Linked DNA regions of Mus musculus: all the other regions are linked to region 4. A link is a contact called in public Hi-C and HiChIP or PLAC-seq data. All regions are on one chromosome and are shown on one strand. The core of a region is the stretch at or near the end of the contact, and the rest is flanking DNA. Distances in the headings are between cores, read along the strand shown.

Region 1 (4,550 bases), core at 1,149-3,648, 280 kb before region 4:
AGGTAGTTCCATACTATATTGTTTTAGCATTCTGATATGTTTTCCAATTGCTAAGTAGCAAAACAAAAAAGCAAATATAGCCGTTATATAGAGAAGTAATATACTCTATAAAGTAGTTGTAAGAGTAACTGATACATCAAGGATGGATATTTGGGATGACTGCATCCTTTGTGTAGACACAAAATCATTAAGTCTACATCAAGTCTGACAGTAGAAAAGAGCTGAGAGGAAAGAGACACAGCAAGTTCAATGGTGCACACAGGGAGCACTGCATCGCGTCTAGTTCTACCCAATACGTATAGTATCCAGGACTCTGTTAGACAGTGACCGCCAGGATTCCGAAGCATCACTCCTGTGCTGTACACTATAATACAGCCAGAGGTAAGCCAAAAGAAAGGAGGGGTAAAATCTAAGTTAAAAAAAGAAATCAGTGATGGAGAGGCAAGCTGTGCTATAAATCAACTGATGAAAACTACCTAAAACAGACAGAAAGATACCAATGTAGGTAAGGCTCCTGAGCGGGAGACTGGGAACCCTCGACACGGAAGGGGAAAGTCCGGCTGTGGTTTGGAGCTGTGTAGCATGGGAAGCAGAATGAGCCTCCAGAGAAGAAAAACACTAGTGAACAACTTGAAGTTTGAAGGGGAGCCGCCAAGATCTAGAACACATTCTTAGCTTTTAGCTCTCAGAGGCACAAGGTTGTGTCTGTTAAGAAAACATGTATGACAGGCTATGTAGCTTCTGTCCCACAGCATGTCAGTAGAGTATCCTATCACATGTTCAATGAATTTCCTAGTCTGTTTCCTTCTCTTTGAAAGGGGGGTGACCGTATCATCCTAATTGGCGTTATAAAGGCTGAGTTGATGTTTATCTATTTTTGTCATGGTATGTCTGTCTGACGCCGAATACACCAGAAACTACTATTATCACTAGCATCACTTATCACCCTTATGTGCCCAGTCAGAGAAGCTCTGCCATTGGTGTCCCACCAGATTGAGTAGAACCAGAAGAAATACTACAGGAGATCAGTTGGATGTAGGGCTTACCATGCTGCTTTGAAGAGCTTGTTTTCATGTGGGATTTTCAGTGTTACAATGTGAATACGGGGGATGCTGATGATCTATTATGTGAAAACCTTGATTGGGGAATCCATGTTATCAAAGGAACTGGGAGCCTGACAGTGTCTAGTAACCAGAGGCCAAAAGAAAAAAAAAAATGAGGGAATTTTTAGAAGCTACTCCAAAAGCAACAGGATAAAAGTGCTATTGGCCTTGACCACATGATGAGGCTGTTTTACCAAAGGGGAAAACTTAGTCCAGTTGATTGTCCCAGCCTAATTGATTAATTGTGGGTCTGACCATCTGGCTGATGAATGCTGACACCCAGCAGTGATTACTGTGTAACACAAGTCCGGATGTGCTCTCCATGATGCCTCCCACATTAATGGTAACACTGACCCCCAGGTTAGTTTATTTAGGCCTCTTGGCTCAGTCTCTTCATGGAACAGTGGTTGTGGCAGGGAATATTTTACTAGACCTGGTCAAGCATATCTTCTTCTCCTGTTTCAGTGGCCGCTCCTTTCCAATTCCACCCCGATCCTCTCCTGAGCCCTCTCGCACATAATCGGTTTTCATGCAAAGCCCTCCATCTGCACTTTTCATCATGTGGCCGAGGCTCTCATCTCTGGTCGCTCTATTGTGAAGAAGGTTGTTGGACTGGCCTGCAAGGGGAGCCCATGGAGTCCTTTTCACTGTGTTATCTGGACTGGTTTACTATCACTTACTCATATGGTTACAAAACAGAAATTATTTCATCCAAATCTTGAAACTGAGCTAAAGTTCTACAATATTTCAATTCTGTATGAAGATTAAGAGAAGATAATTCTTACATCTTAAAGTTATTTGTCATTCTTAGATGTGTGCCATGGATAGGAACCATCCTTGTCCTGAAACTAACTTGAGATTTCAGGGAAGCATTTCTGAGTTAGAGAAACTGTATCAGGCTGAAGAAAATAGCAGGGTACAGTAAGCGTGCCACCTACAAACCACTCTACATCCGGACACAGCATGTACGCACAATTCCCTGGGCAAATCAGATTTGAACACATGCAAACTTTAGATATTACAAAAAGTTTATTTTCTTCTTCATTCTATTTGGTGGAGAGGTAGGGGACAGTAAGCCCACAGCAAATGGCTTGAAAAGCTTGTGTGAGGAGTCACAACGGACAGTCATCCTTTCTCTGTTCTTTTCCCATCCTGATTTCTACCTTGAAATCATCCGTCTCCTGGTCTCCACAGACACTGAACTCCTCTGTGTTTGGGCTGTATTGGTGTTAATTTTCAGCAGAGAGTGGTAGCAGCATGCTGAAATACAGAGTTCTGTGTGGGGAGTTGGGAAATATTTTTGGCATGGCTGTCAGTAAACAACTCTGTATCTTGGGCAAGTCAAGTCCCTTAACTCCCCATGTCTCAGTTTCTTCATTGAAAAATGATAGGGTAGGACTGCATGAACTCTGCTGTTTCTGCCAACAGTAAGATTCTATGGTTCTATAGCTCATTTCCCTTTTTCTCCCCTCTGGCATCAAATGCTCAACAACTCTGCATAAAATAATTTTTCTTTTTCAGTTACTGAAGGAAAAATATCTCCTTCATTTACTGCTGGGCATTTTCTATTTGTACCCCCTCTTTCTTTTTGATGTTAGATATTTTGAGTCATAAACATGAACATATTCAGATAGATGCTTTAAATTTGAAGGCATTTAAGGAGAATAGCTTTCCCATGTAGAACATTTAGTATAGCTCTGCATGGAGGAAGCCAGCCATCCAAAGTGGAGCAAAGGGGCCAATTCACAAATGAGAGGAAGCCTTTCATAATAAGAGTCTCCAGGCTCTTCAATTTAGATAAAGCTCAAATGCTATCAACTCCCAACTACGTTTCCAGTCAGCCCCAGACACCATCACAGACACTTAGGACTACAAATCTGAGGACCAACGCTGGCAGGGATGCCGCTCTTATTTCACCTCCACCATCCATTGCCAAGTAGGATTTAGGATGGCATAGTAATAAGAGCCAAGAGGACAATCTGTCATTTATTTTCCTCCAAACTTTTTGAAATTTCCCATTTGGGCTCTGTTTCCCAGTTTTAATTTGGTAACTGCCATTTTTCAGCATTTCTTTTAACAGGTTACTAATAATTTCTGATACAGGATCTCATATTTCATTTTCTGCTGCTAGAACTTGCTGTTAATATTTCATCTGCCTTCAACTCAGCTCAGAATAAAGGCTGCTACATTTTAGATACTCTGTTAACACTTAGGTTCTGGGAATTTCATCTCCAGAGTTCACTTAGTTTATCCATATCTGGTTAAGTAACAGGTTGATGGTACAGGCAGTATCTCAGGGTGTGCTGCTAAACATGTTGCAGATTCTTGTGGTAGCTCTTCTCCAAATCTCTGACTGAGAGACTGAAAATACCCTATTTGTTTTCCAAGGTAACTTATGATTGGCTTTTGGAAGCGGAGTGGTTTTGACAAGCTGTGGCTCACAGAAAGTTCTAGGTTAAATTTTTTGTTTGTTTGTTTGAAATTTGCTAGATATATCACCTGTGAGGCCAATCTCTTTTTCTATTTCAAGAGAGAGTCAAAGTATACATCTGTATTGCTATATGGATCCAATAAATTTAACTGCTGAAGATTACTGAATTCTCAATAAATAATAGCTATCATTAATAATTTATAAATTCACATTATATAATATTGGATTTTGACACATTTTCCAAGGTCAACAAATTAATCCAGATTTTTATTTTTTAATAACAAATTCACTGAGAACTAGAGTAAAATCCTTTAAAGTGTAGATCAGTAAAGTCATATGGTCAGACAGTGTTTATAGCATCACCGTTTGCTGCCTTTCTAGCTAACTAAATTCTCAAAACATTTTGTTCATCTAATATCCAGGTCCAATCTTAGTCTGACCTGTGAGGACATATGGACTTCCTCCAACCCTAAGCATCACAGATCATTTTAATGTTACTTCGGAGTGTATGAAGCAGGTTCCATCGGAAGAGAAAAAACACATTGCAGTAAAGAACTATTAACACTAATAGGTGACTAGAATAAGGGGAGAATACCTTAGAAGAATTAAAGATAACTCTAAACATGAAAGAACAGCAAATGTAAGGAATAGCCACTCCTTGTAGAGCTCACATAGCATGTTCAAGGAAAAGTTGTTTGTATTCTTAGACAACAATCCAGACCTTGCTGGGTACAAGTAAAATCTTTTAGGATTTGGATACAGACATTGTTCAACAAGGCACAGGCATTGTCTACTGAATGCCAGAAATGTGCCAGAGAGCTTTCTCAACAGAAATTGTTGGTACCTGTATTTTTGAGTGGCAGTAAAAGATATCCATGGGATAGAACCTCATGTATGTGTGCCTGCATGGTGTGTGCCAGGAGAAGTGGGCAGAGATCAGGTAGTGGGGTTGCTATCTGTACCTCAGCTGGAGCAAATAGATAGGAGTATGTTCCATACTGACAAACACTAGAAAA
Region 2 (4,327 bases), core at 1,136-3,635, 460 kb before region 4:
AACCTGGAAGATTTTTGGCATCTTCAATTGCTTTTAACACCTGGGGCTTTGGTTTGGCTTTGGGGTGTACTGTTTTCTCTTTTTTTCCTTGTCTAGAATCTGGCCACGGCAAGCATGCACTGCTGACAGAGCTCCCTCACTGCCTATAGAACAGAGTACTGCCTCTCGCATCTCCTGGTCAGCAGTGACTGGTAAGCACCAGTGTTTTATTTTAGTAGCCTGGACGGAGTTCCAGGGGCAGCTGTCCTCACTGCACACAATCAGGTCCTCTTTTCAGGGGGTTATAAGTCAACCATCAAAATACCAAAATATGCTTTGGTTTGAAACTTGGTGTACAGAGACTCAAGCCTAGGAATGACTGTGGTTTACTTCCAAATTTAAGAAAATATTGAATTTTGTAGGTTATTTATTTACTGTTTTCAAATATGTTTGAAGAGTCGTTTAAACTTTCCATAGGAAAGTGTACAAAAAAAGGCATGCCACTTTATTACCTTTGGCCATTCATTTTGAATTTCAGCACATCAATGGAAGAACTAAATGATGGAGCAAACATTTATTTATTTTATTTTCTTACCAAATACAGATGTTCTGTCCACTTGGGTCCTCATCAGTGCTCAGAATGTTGGTGTGTTGTAACATAATGAAATAAAGGCGCTAACGTCTTTGTTTTGTTCTTTTCAGTGGTGTGCAGAATGGAGTAATGAGTTCGTGTTTTGGGTCCTGTATAACTCAAGAACTCATTTCAACTTAAATAAATTAAGTAAGCAATTAGTTCATAATATGGCCTAATCACCTCTGGTATTTTGAAACAAACAAAAACACAAAAATGGCTGTTGTACATTTGCACTTAATTACTTCCATATAAAATACTCCTGTGGATTTCATTACAGGTGACACAAATTTTGGATGTAAGCTTTGTTTGTGATAGGAAGTCTGGACTATTGTTGTATAGATTCCCATGAAGATTCTGTATCCTTCCCTTCTCTTTTCCTACAGAGAGTCAGCCTATCCAGCACATTCTTACCCTCCTAATTGGCAAAAGAAAGGCCTTTAAAGACCCTGGAGAATAGGCTATGTTCTACATTGGCTCAAAGGATGTGAAAGAGCACTGAGAGGTATGTATCATTCCTAGAACTTCTGCAACATTTCATTCTGCACTTGGAGGCAGAACACTCTCACCCGTGGACATGTCTACTTGGGATGTCCTTGGCCATCAGGACAGCCTTATGGAAATGTATCTGAGAAAAAGACCCAACAGAGCAAATAACTTTGCTCTGTCTCTAATGTAAATGGGGAAACCTTGTAGTAACAGTGTAACTGTGAGTTCTAGCCTTAAAGGGATTTTCTTGGCTTGGATTTTTTTCCTACCCTCTCCTTCAGATACATATGATCGAAGTATATGTAAAAGACCAGTGGTGCAAACTCAAAGTACTGCATGTGATCTTGGGTTACTTTCCCATCATGCAATGTGTGTAGCGGCACTGGGACTGAACCCAGTGAGTCGATGATTAAAAAAAACGAAAAGCAGACTACGGAACATTGTTGGTGGGATTTACAAACCATATCCTCTGTTTCATAAGTAGGTATAAAGAACCCCAAAATTGGTTCTAAACTTCTAGGCTAATCTGATCTATCGGCCAAAGGATCAGCTTTCACTGGTGAGAACCCAGGTCGTCTCCTTGGCATGAGCTCACCGCCAGGTCAGCCAGAGAGCTTACAGTTTTTCAGGTGATGTTAGATGTCACCATGCAATACTAGCACTCTGGATTTCAATACAGAAAATCCAAGTTCAACTAAACTTTTTCCTGTTATGACAGTTTTATGAATGTCACTCCTTTTAGAACTTAGGCCAACATCTTCTTCTGATGTTTGGTTTGGACGAGCTTCTTCTGTAGCTTGGAGTCATGCAAATCCTTCAGCCGCAGCCTTGCAATGCTCGCCAGCTGTGGACATCCCTCAACTAAGTATGTCTTCCACACAATGGATACTCAGGAAACATCTTTTGCGGAATGGAACTAGCTTTGCTGTAAGGGAAAATGGAGTATGCAACAGAGGTCTAAATGAACTTGAAGGAAGACTAATAGATCTTGAGTGTGTGTTTGTAAAAAAAAACAGGCATGTAAAACAAGTGGGTTTTGATATAGCTTCCCAAGGGAAGTAGTAGAAGTTTCATTACTCAGGGCATTTTAAACTAGAATAGACAAAACACTAGAGGGATATGTTGAAATATGCGTAGTCTGTCTGTGAATTAGTGTTTACTTTCAATATAATTATAAGTGAAGCAACACTGCAATGGGAATTTTTCATACACATGAAAGCTATGGCTACTATGTTTCCACGTCGACCATATGTTGCACATATTGGTTGGAGTGGCTGTGTATCCCTACTGCCCTCTAGTGGATAACATGTAAGGCCTACCTGATTAGCTGATCTAAGGAGCTACTGCAGTTTGGGGGTATATCAATCCTTAATCATTTAGGGTAGAAAGAAAATAGCTGTGTTGATGCATTTTCCATCAAATTATAAAATTGAAGGGCATTAAAAACAACAGAGTCTAACTCTGTAATTAAGACTGCCATTTAATGTTTGTTCGCACACGGTATTCATTTCTGTGTGTCCCTGCCAAAGACCCATTGTGTAATGTTGTCCTCACATGACATTAAAAACACCAGTTCCCTGGAAAATGTGAAAAAGCAACTGTGCTGCCTTGAAATACATGGGGCTTACTTTTGGAAACAGAAAATTAATACGGATGCAGGAAGATAACTTGGAACACAAATAATGGCTCGAAGAAACTTGAAAATCAGTCCTGCTCCTTAAATTCGAGCAAGCCCATCGGTCGGCGGCGCTGGATGGGGGTGTTGGCTGTTACTCAGAAGTGGGCTGGCAGACCGGCTTCAGCACAGGGACCCTGCTCGGAGGGAAGGCTGAGTAAACATGCTTTCAGAGTACTGGGGCAGGAAAGGGAAATCCAAACCCACGCTTGGTACTTCAGCCTGCACTTAAGGCTCTCACATTTGGGGGTTTGTATGGCACAGAATCCAGAGGCCTCACCTCCAGTGACGAGGGAGTCAGACATGCAGAGTCATTTAGCATTTTGTCATTATGACACAGGGTGGATGGGAAGGCAGTTCTCTTTGTATCTTATTAATATTTTCCCCCAAATGATTTACAGTCTAGTCACTATTTTTAGCCCCATATTTAACATGTTAAAGAAGTCTCCCAAAATCCTAAGAGAAAACAAACAACCGATAAACCGGGCAGAACGAATACGATCCACACGACAAGGTGCACATCCTGTGCCTCCTGAATGCTGCAAACCATTGGCTCTTTCCACAAATATGCAGAAAGAAATGGTCGAAATGGACTGACTCTTTAAATGTCAGGAATTATTAGAAGCTGGTGATGTGTGAGTGGCTGCACATCTCAGGGGAGAGCATCTACCCAGGCACATACCCGCTGAGCAAGAGACCACCTTCCCAGTCTGTGATTTGGTAAAAAAGCAATGGTTCGGCATATCCAAAGCAGAGACTAAGGATTCCTGGGTCACTGCAAAGAAACCAGGGCCAGCAAGATGACTCAGTCGGTAAAGGTGTCCACTGCCGATCATGACAACCAGAGTTTGACCCCAGAACCTACACAATAGGAGAGAACCAACACCCTACAAGTTTTCCTCTGACTTCCACATGCATACCATGGCTAACATTCACCCACACGCATACACACATGCACGTGTAAGTACACACTCATATACAGTGAATGAATAAATGTAAAAAATCCAAAAGAGAAGAAAACAACAGACTAAGAAAATGGTATAGCACAGCCTAAGATACTATGACCCAATAAGGGTTCTAAGTGCTCTCTCTTCTTCTCAGTCAGATTTCCTGTTCAGTTATTGGTGGCTCTACAGTGAGATGAATGGAAGTCCCATGAGAGCTGAGGGTAAACACTGTTAAGATAACTGATAAGCCTGCGAGCAGGGGGACATTTTGGAGTTCTCCTTGGTGTTCAACGCAGGGAAATCAGTGCTGCATTTTAAATAGGAATCTTCTCTTCATTCTAACTGTAGTCAGGGTGGAACTGTGTGCTGCTACATTCACACAGGCAGCCCATTGGAGCCAAATAGGACTAACTCAGAATAAAAAGGTGTCCCTCCACCTGTGTCCATGGGGTCAGGAGAGAATGCCTGACCAGGAGAATGATGTCTCTTTGACCTTCCTCTATTACTTCTCTGGTGTTTAAAAAAAGTCACAGCCCTCTAGAGAAGAACACCTAGACTTTTGTATGAGAAGAGTCTGTACATTGCAGCCGTGGGATCTCTGGGGCA
Region 3 (3,937 bases), core at 105-2,604, 380 kb before region 4:
AAGCTCTTTTAAAGTACCCTAGACCTTTATAATACTTTCCTCATTCATTATTATTAGCATATGTTAATAATATAAAATAACGCGCTCTATTATAATTTGCCTATGATGTATATAATGTACTTAGATCATTATCCACCCCTTATAATTCCTTTTAAAGTTAGAACAATGGGTAGAGGAGTATGGAGTGGAGAAATGGTAGCAACAGAAAGAGTTCCTAGCTCTGAGGACCTGCTGTGGTTTCAGGCATCTGGTAAGGAAAGGTGTGTCTCGTTTGCACATATGTCACCCCAGGGATGTGTACGAAGCAAGCTACATGGGGTACACAGAGGCTCCGACACTAAGACATGGCAGTTTTCCTGAAGGGCTGGTTTTCTTTGTGTGTAAATAACTTAAACTATTCTTTATAGATGAATACATTCATTCCCCCATTAACTTTTTCTTGGATGTTTTAGAAGAAACTAAACAGATTCTCTTCTTGGCCTTGCATTTCTTCTAGTTCAGTAACACAAACAAGAATATACTGAAAAATGAAAAGAAAACAAGAATCCATGTGTATTTTCAGGGGTCAGACCTGAGACCTCCCTGAAATGTGAAATGTCCTGTCTGGGGCACACAGGCAGTGTCCCAGGAGGCATGCCGGACCATTCTAACTTGAGGACTGCCAGAGGGCAAGTGTGAGAGGCACTGTCAGAGTGAATCCCTGAGCCCACACTACAGGGGAAAAATACTGTTACCCTGAACTTACTAGAAGAAAGAGGAGATTTCAGGAATTAGGAAACTTACCCCAAATCACACAGCCACTAGCCTCTGAGTGAGTCCCTACCATTCCAAAGTCCACATACTTTAACCACTAAATTATACTACCTTTAGGTGTTTCCCACTTGAAGTTTCCCCTTGAAATCTGGGCTCATTCAGGATTATGCAGGCTGGTTTAGGCTTCACTTTGGAAGGAGATAGGTTTGGCTTGATTTGCATTCTAAATATTTCACAGCGGTAAGGGAAAGCTATTATTATACCCATTTTATGGTGAGGAAACTGAGCTGCCTGCCAGCTGAGGTATCTGGCTGGGTTAAAAACAGAAGCTTGCCTGTTTGTCTTTGCTCTGAACTAACTCAAGGTTCAGGCCACCTGACTGGCCAAGCCAGCTTTTCTGCATATGGATTAACACCGGTGACAAAGAGTGCCACAAACTTTGCTAAGAGGGAACAATAATAATTCAGTAAGGAAAAATAATTCAGTAAGGAAAAATAAAATAAGTCATCATAACTCGCAAGTTTGGTTACTCTGAGGACTGAATAGAAAAGGGAGTGCTTACTCATCACAGATGAATCAGAAAATGAGAGTGTGTCACAGCGCTGATGACAGAGCTGGGGAATTCAGACGATCTCCGTTCCAAGCTCCTCTTGCTTGCTTAGGACGGTAAAAGGTATGGCAGTCATGAAGGAGTGGCCTCTTAGGCAGGGCTTTAATCTTAAGTCTTTCTAGAATTTAGGTGGGTTTGTATCTCTGCTTCATAGGGGTAGGGACAACCTCTAAATGTTTGTGTAATGTTTCAATGTACATGTTTAAATATCTTTTAGTGTTGCAGAAATATAGTATTTAGTAATTGTATGTCGGAGTCTTCCCAAACACTCGGCTGATTTTTACTTTGACTTCCAGGATTTCCAAAGGCTGAGGAGCCCCTGGAATTCTAGACACACGTGCCTCTCGGAATGAGCGCCAGCTCCACAGACTCCTGGCAATTGATATTCCATCTTTGCGTTGGATGCAAGACTTTTTTTTTTTTTATGTGACAGATTCAAGAAGTTTTATACTAGACTTAATGGCATTACATGCACTCTGCATTTGTGAGTTTTTAATTCTCTACTTTTTTTTTAAAATCTAAACACTGGGAAAGGTTTGTGAGTCAAAGACAGGGCATGGGTGCAGAGGTATTCTTTGCAACACCACGCCGGGCCCTTTGCTCATGTGTTTTCATTTCTTTTGGTCGGTGGGAGAAAAACATAAAGGCCATGTCGTCACTCCTGTGTTGAAGTCAGCCTTATGGGACCATATTATTTGTGTCCATCTCAAGAAATAAAAGAATCATGAACGTTATGACATAACTGTGAACAACAGTTTCTTTAAACCTCAGATGATGGGATAAGGTAATCACCAATGGAGAGAGAAGATGCAGAAACTAAACTTCAGTAATTAGGCACAGCACAGCCTACGTACGAGCCTTTGCCAAGATACAATTAAACACCTGCCCCACCCCGTCCACATTTCCTGACTCTTCATGATGTTCACAGGATCAGAGAACAAAATATCAGAGAACAAATGAAGTGGGAGCAGCAGCTCTGGGAGCAGTAGCAGGGGCTGCATTTATAGTTAAGATGGGTTCTATTTTAATTATAATTTTTTTCTGCATGAATCTCATACATATATAGAAGGAAACATGACCACATCCACACCAGTTCCTTTCTCTTCCGCCCTCTCTAAAGCAGATTTTAGGAACATTCAATGATGTAATTCCATTTTTCCCTGTATATTTCTAATTTCTGAAGTAGTAGCTTTACAGCGTCTAAATGGATTGAGTGTCAGACCTTCTTCCCTATAGCAAATTGATTTGTGTGTGTGTGTGTGTGTGTGTGTGTGTGTGTGTGTGTGTATGTATGTGTGTGTGTCCTTAAAAGGTCTGACACTGTTATTATGTGGCCTATCAATTAAAGGCACACAATGTTGTTCTAGTCTACCATTAATGTCATTTGCTACAGAGATTGCTGCTATCACACAAATACTCCAAAACTTTTCAATATAGAAATGCAGAGAATAACAGTGCTTGGTTCAGTGGATCATAGAATTAATATGTGCACTGCAGAAGCACAGAGAAGTATCCTGATTTGTGTGCACAGAGGGTGTTCCTCACCAAAGGTTTCCTCAAATGGTTAAAATACAAAGGGAAAATTAGGAGCCACATATCAAAAGACAGAAATTAATCAGGTATGCCCACTGACTGCTTAAACTGTGGGGACAACATAAGCTAGGTCTGTGTTTTAAAGACTTAGGAGCAGTGTTCTGCAATACAGATTGCAAAGTGTTACTTTCATCCTTGTCACGACTAGCTATTTGCTTAAGCGCATCCAAGACCTCTCACAATTTGGCCCAGGCCCATCTCTGTTTTCTTCTCCACTGTTTCTTTATATATGGTGACAGACTATTATGTTTTTCCCTGCGCATGCCCAGGACAGCCATGCCTCCCAGCCTTTGCTGACAGTTCACACTTGAATCTCCCAAACCTTGCTAAGTGTGTTAAACACAGCATGACACTCCAATGTTTGTTGAATAAATGTCATCTGTCTATTTTAGGAGACAAAGATGATAGAAAAAAGTCGTTAAATCAGTAAATAAATAGCACTAGAAAGAGAGGTCAAGGGAAAGTTAATTTTAGTGCATTTCAGGAGTGGGGGCAAGATGAGTTTTCCGATTAGGAGTGCTGGTGTTCTTTATTCCGGGTCTCGCCAATGCTATGAGTCAGTTACTTTTTTGGGAATAAGTTTAAACCTCAAGGTTAAATGAGCACAAATGCTCTGTCCATCAGGATATAATGAAAAGTTGTGGCTATTTCCACACTAGCACAGTGGAATTAAAATATGCAGCGCCTGTGTCAGAAGCATCATATATGACAGAACTTTTAAAAATAGTCCTGCTTGCCACAGAAGGAGCTATAGAAATAAAAGTAACTGTTAAAGAATGGGGATAATTTAGTTTAGGGAAGAAAGAGCCTAGTTGCATCTTTACAGTTTTCAGACTGTAAGAGTGGTTACAAAGAGGAGAAGGATTGACATTTCTGTCTTTGGGCAAAATGATATCAAATAGGTGAGTGAAGAATTTAAGACTTCAAGAAGAACATCCAAAATATGCTAGTCGTAAATAATCAAATAGATTTCTAAGAGCA
Region 4 (4,360 bases), core at 212-2,711:
AGGCCTAACATAGATAGGAGGAGTCAGAGATAATCTCTGTGAAGACGTGTTGTATGATGAATAACATGCCATGTTACATTTGATAGTCTAGCAGAGTTAAGGATTCATGTATGACTAAGGCCTTCTCATAGTCATTCTCTATGCTAATAAATTCACACAATGCTCATTTGCATATATTACTTTCTAGCTTCTTGATGTTTCACCTTCTCGGTCTCAGAAAATTCATCCTAATGTATTGCTTTTATTCATGATCCATCTCAACTCTAGATTCTCCCTAGCAAACTCACAGAGATCTCCGTTCCCACAGACTAGCTTTAGCAATTACTCATGCCATGCTTTCCCAGCAACTGCCCACGGGTATTGTGTTACACACAGCTTCCATCAGTTGGCGATGCTTGAGTACTCTGCTCTCTTTAGGAGGAATCTGGCTTGGTGGCAAAGAGGACCAAACTGGACTCGGCATGTACTCCATGAACAACAGAGAAGAGAAAGGGGCACGGCAGTTCTAAGAACCTCATTTGACATTGATCCTGCCTTATTTTGTCATTTAAAGGACTGACTTATTTGTCTTCAAGTTCCTTTTGGTCAAGGCCACATCACATATCCTTTTCTCCCTAGCATCTATGTGTTACAATGTGGTAATTACCAAATGATAATGAAATAACATTTCCCTACAGTAAGTCATGATTCTATTTCATAGCTGCTCTAAAAATACTATCAACAATAAACCTCCTTTAGAGAAATGTATAAACATACATTATAACATCTCAATTCAAATAAAACATCAGGATCCAGTGAGATCATTCCTGTACAATAATTAAATGCAACAAAGAAAAGTTAAGGTTATACAAATATATTGGAAAAAAAGATTTACAACTTTAAATATGACAAATGTATATATTTTAAAATAAAGCTCACCTACTGGGATCCTAGGATTTAAATCTCTCCTTTAGAACACTGTAACATCCGGTACACAGTGAGTCCTGAAGCAATCCACAGCAATTAGTTTAGTTCTTACATTGGAGAAAGAGCCCCATTTTATTTCCCCCCTGCTAAGGAAGTGTATTTATCATATTCTACAACAGCTCACAGTTTGTTATACATTAACTGCTCATTCTCTGTGCCAATAAGACTATGCTGGAACAGTAAATGAATTTGGTACATTCATTGAAATGTGCAAACCACAGGCTACCCAGTTGTCTAATGATAAGAGAGCCCCACAGCCACCTGATCACCATTATCCGGCCTTATTTTTTTGGACTCGTGGTCAGTACTGTCAGGATCTGCATACTGAGAAGAATGAGAAGGAAAGGTCTACCTCAGACCTAATCATGCAAAGGGTTTTATTAATTCAGGCCCCGTGATGATGTGGCGAGGCTGGAAGGGGAAGGGATGTGAGATCTGGAGAGCTGTAGCTGCTGCTCCAAGACCAATGCTGGTTTTGGCACTTCTCTCACTCTAGTGAGTTGCAAAAAAACAAGCAGGTGCTAGCAATCTGAGAGACCACATGCCAGCTCCAGCTGCCTCAAACTGATTCAATTACATCTGCCTCAATAGTCCCAGGACAGCAAACCAGCTGAAGAGATCCATAGGTTGCAAAGAGACATGCTTCTCCTGAGGTGCAGTGGTCCCTGAGGTAGGGAGCTTACAAATCTCCATGTTGTGATGGGAATGCCTTTACCACCATTGCCAGGCACAGGAGAAAAGATGGGGTGTGTTTGATTCCTATTCACTTTAAAACTAAAAACTGGTTGGCAAGAGCAATAAAAGCTCTTTTGAGTTAAAAAAAAATACAAACAAACTGGACAATAGGTGAAATCTTAAGGATACCTTGAAGCAGCATAATTTTGTGAGAACATTTCCCAAGCCATTGGGCACAGCACATTTACAGAACATGCTCTTGGGATCCGGACTTCGCTCCAAACCTTGTTTGTACAAAAAGGGGCCAAGCAGCTGGGAAATTCTGGAGTGGAGTGTGTCCTCATTAGTTCCCATCTGCCACCAGAACTCAGCTCATGGCAAGTTTGGCTAAGTCCTGGTGTACTCAGGTCCAAATGTGGGTCAGTTTTAATTACACTATACAGAATTCAGCATGCAGTTTTTAAATCCTTATTATACAGAACAGAGGAGTGGGCTTGTCTCCAGCTAATCAATTTTTTAAAAGTACATATATAAAATTTTAAACCAGGCTAGACAGACAGTGGGTAGAAAAAAATCTTATGCGTATAATGGTTACTTAAGAAAATTATTAGTGAAATTGGGTCATGAGCTAGTTCTGTTTTGAATGTGAGAAACACAATGTTTCCAATGGTAAGATGCTAAACTTATGCAAGGTACATAATCTCCTGTATTTTAGTGTGGACGAGTAAGCAAAGGCTGTGGCCAGGCTACAGCACACGCCAACAAAGGCTCTCACTGAAGTGCCAGCTCCCTTCACTGCCTACCAGTTATGGCGTGGCTTTACATTAAACAGAAAAGTGGAAAAGGTGAGAAAACAAGGGTGAGGGCAGAAGAGAGAGACAAAAGGAGGGAAAGACCGAGGGAGAGGAGAGAAGGGAGGAAGGAAGACAGCACACGATAGGAACACACATACAGAGTGACACCACAGACTCAAGTTGTGTACTGGTTCATAGTACCTCTTGCAGCCACAGAGTGGGTCTCAGAGTAAGTAAGTAAGTCCTTGAGGCATGTGCATAGACTTCATCTATCCGAAATTTCACCGAATAGGGAAAGTAAAGGCACTAAGCTTTTCTAGATAACCATTGGCTAAATGTCAGGAGAGAAGAAAACAAGCAGTTGATGATTGCCATTGATACAGTAACAATAGTGTCTGAATTTGACATAACCCTAGTTACAAAACAAAACACAGCCATGGATATGATGTTCCTTTGACTTAGTTATGAAGTTTATCTTAAAAATAACATCTAAATAGGTTCAGACCTAGTATTTACTAGCTGTGTACTATGAACAAATTGCTAGTATTCTACTCTAAAAGCACTATCAGTAAGACACACCTGTGTATGAACACATACATATTTAATTCTGTAGAGGAAGTTAACATTGACCTATATTTGGGTCCGAGTACACCAAGTCACTCAAATATTAATACAACAATTCCAAGTAAATTGTCTCAATAAAAACAAAACAATCGTGCTGGGAACTGGAAAAAATGGCCCAGCAGTTAAAAGAGCTTGGGGCACTTCCAGACCAATGTTCCATTACCAAACCCATGTTGAGTAGATCACAAATACCTGTAACTGTACCTCCAGGATATCTAACACTCTTCTGGACTCTGCAGGCTCCCACACATATGTGGTAAACCCGCGCATGTGCACACACACAGAGACGATATATTTATAAAAACCCAAATTTGACATTGAACTTCTAATTTTTAATACTAAGAAATATGAAATTATATATATATACATATATATATCTTCATTGGGGCTATATGATTTGTGCTCTATAAAAAAAGGAATTTGAACATGAGGCAATAAATATAAATAGAGGGGAGGCACTGTGAAGAGACATTAGGGAAAGATGTGAACCCATAAGTCAAAAGAGAAGGTTGGGGAATATATTCCCCCCTCGACTGCAGAGAAGTGATCAAGGCTGTTTATAAAATTTGATTACCTACTGGAAGGGAACAACTATTCACCTAAGGCACAAGTCTGGCTGCTTTGGAATAAACCTCTATTAGTCACAAAAAAATGTAAAATATATTGGGGGAATTCTAACCAAACAAGTGAAAGATCTGTACAACAACAACATCAAGTCTCTCAAGAAAGAAATCAAAGAAGATCTCAGAAAATAAAGAGATCTCCTATGCTCATGGATTGGCAGAATTAACATAGTAAAAATGGCCATCCTACCAAAGGCATTCTATAGATTCAATGCAATCCTCATCAAAATCCCAACACAATTCTCCAAAGACATGGGCATGGAAAGAGCAATTCTCAAATTCATCTGGGAAGAAAAAAAAAAACCCAGAATAGCAAAAACAATACTTAACAATAAGAATGGCTGGGGGAGTCACCGTACCTAACCTTAAGCTTTACTACAGAGCAATAGTGAGAGAAACTGAATGGTATTGGTAAAGACAGACATGTTGATCAATGGAATAGAATTGAAGACCGAGAAATAAAACCACACACTTGATCTTTGACAAAAAAGCCAAACATACAATGGAAAAAATGAAAGCATCTTCAATAAATGTTGCTCATCTAACTGGCTGGCTGTATGTAGAAAAAAGAAAATAGACCCGAATTTGTCACCTTGTATAAAGCTCAAGTCCAAAGTGGACCAAGGACCTCAACATAAAATCAGATACACTGAATCTAATAGAAGAGAAAGTGGGAAA

The links. Hi-C and Micro-C count contacts between places; a contact is called where the count stands out from the background. HiChIP or PLAC-seq counts read pairs in DNA pulled down with a chosen protein or histone mark.
Region 1: a contact with region 4 is called in a Hi-C map of muscle stem cells, with 2.5 times the contacts expected there. The contact joins two enhancer-like sites. A contact is called at or near these places in 3 of 484 Hi-C or Micro-C datasets (muscle stem cells, myocytes and nephron progenitors), 1 of 115 datasets of contacts at active chromatin or transcription factors (fibro-adipogenic progenitors) and 1 of 9 other capture datasets (pancreatic islet).
Region 2: a contact with region 4 is called in an H3K27ac HiChIP or PLAC-seq map of hepatocytes, with 7 times the contacts expected there. The contact joins two enhancer-like sites.
Region 3: a Hi-C map of muscle stem cells shows a contact between it and region 4, with 2.3 times the contacts expected there. The contact joins two enhancer-like sites. A contact is called at or near these places in 1 of 39 promoter capture datasets (hippocampal neurons) and 2 of 484 Hi-C or Micro-C datasets (muscle stem cells and myocytes).

The regions. Positions count from the first base shown.
Region 1 is chr16:43,358,154-43,362,703 of GRCm38.p6, reverse strand. All of the region lies in intron 4 of Zbtb20 (zinc finger and BTB domain containing 20), which reads right to left. The region is part of intron 1 of Gm9968 (predicted gene 9968); the gene reads left to right. Among named protein-coding and RNA genes, the nearest start is that of Gm9968, 3.2 kb to the left of the region's middle. Within about 2 kb of position 2,398, at least 14 of the 459 cell types and tissues checked have an H3K27ac peak or open chromatin away from gene starts, as enhancers often do. A contact at or near this core is called in muscle stem cells, where this site is marked.
Region 2 is chr16:43,538,334-43,542,660 of GRCm38.p6, reverse strand. All of the region lies in intron 5 of Zbtb20 (zinc finger and BTB domain containing 20), which reads right to left. Among named protein-coding and RNA genes, the nearest start is that of Mir568, 100 kb to the left of the region's middle. Within about 2 kb of position 2,385, at least 62 of the 459 cell types and tissues checked have an H3K27ac peak or open chromatin away from gene starts, as enhancers often do. A contact at or near this core is called in hepatocytes, where this site is marked.
Region 3 is chr16:43,456,223-43,460,159 of GRCm38.p6, reverse strand. All of the region lies in intron 4 of Zbtb20 (zinc finger and BTB domain containing 20), which reads right to left. Among named protein-coding and RNA genes, the nearest start is that of Gm15713, 38 kb to the right of the region's middle. Within about 2 kb of position 1,354, at least 70 of the 459 cell types and tissues checked have an H3K27ac peak or open chromatin away from gene starts, as enhancers often do. A contact at or near this core is called in muscle stem cells, where this site is marked.
Region 4 is chr16:43,078,227-43,082,586 of GRCm38.p6, reverse strand. All of the region lies in intron 2 of Zbtb20 (zinc finger and BTB domain containing 20), which reads right to left. Among named protein-coding and RNA genes, the nearest start is that of Gm25873, 46 kb to the left of the region's middle. Within about 2 kb of position 1,461, at least 32 of the 459 cell types and tissues checked have an H3K27ac peak or open chromatin away from gene starts, as enhancers often do. A contact at or near this core is called in hepatocytes and muscle stem cells, where this site is marked.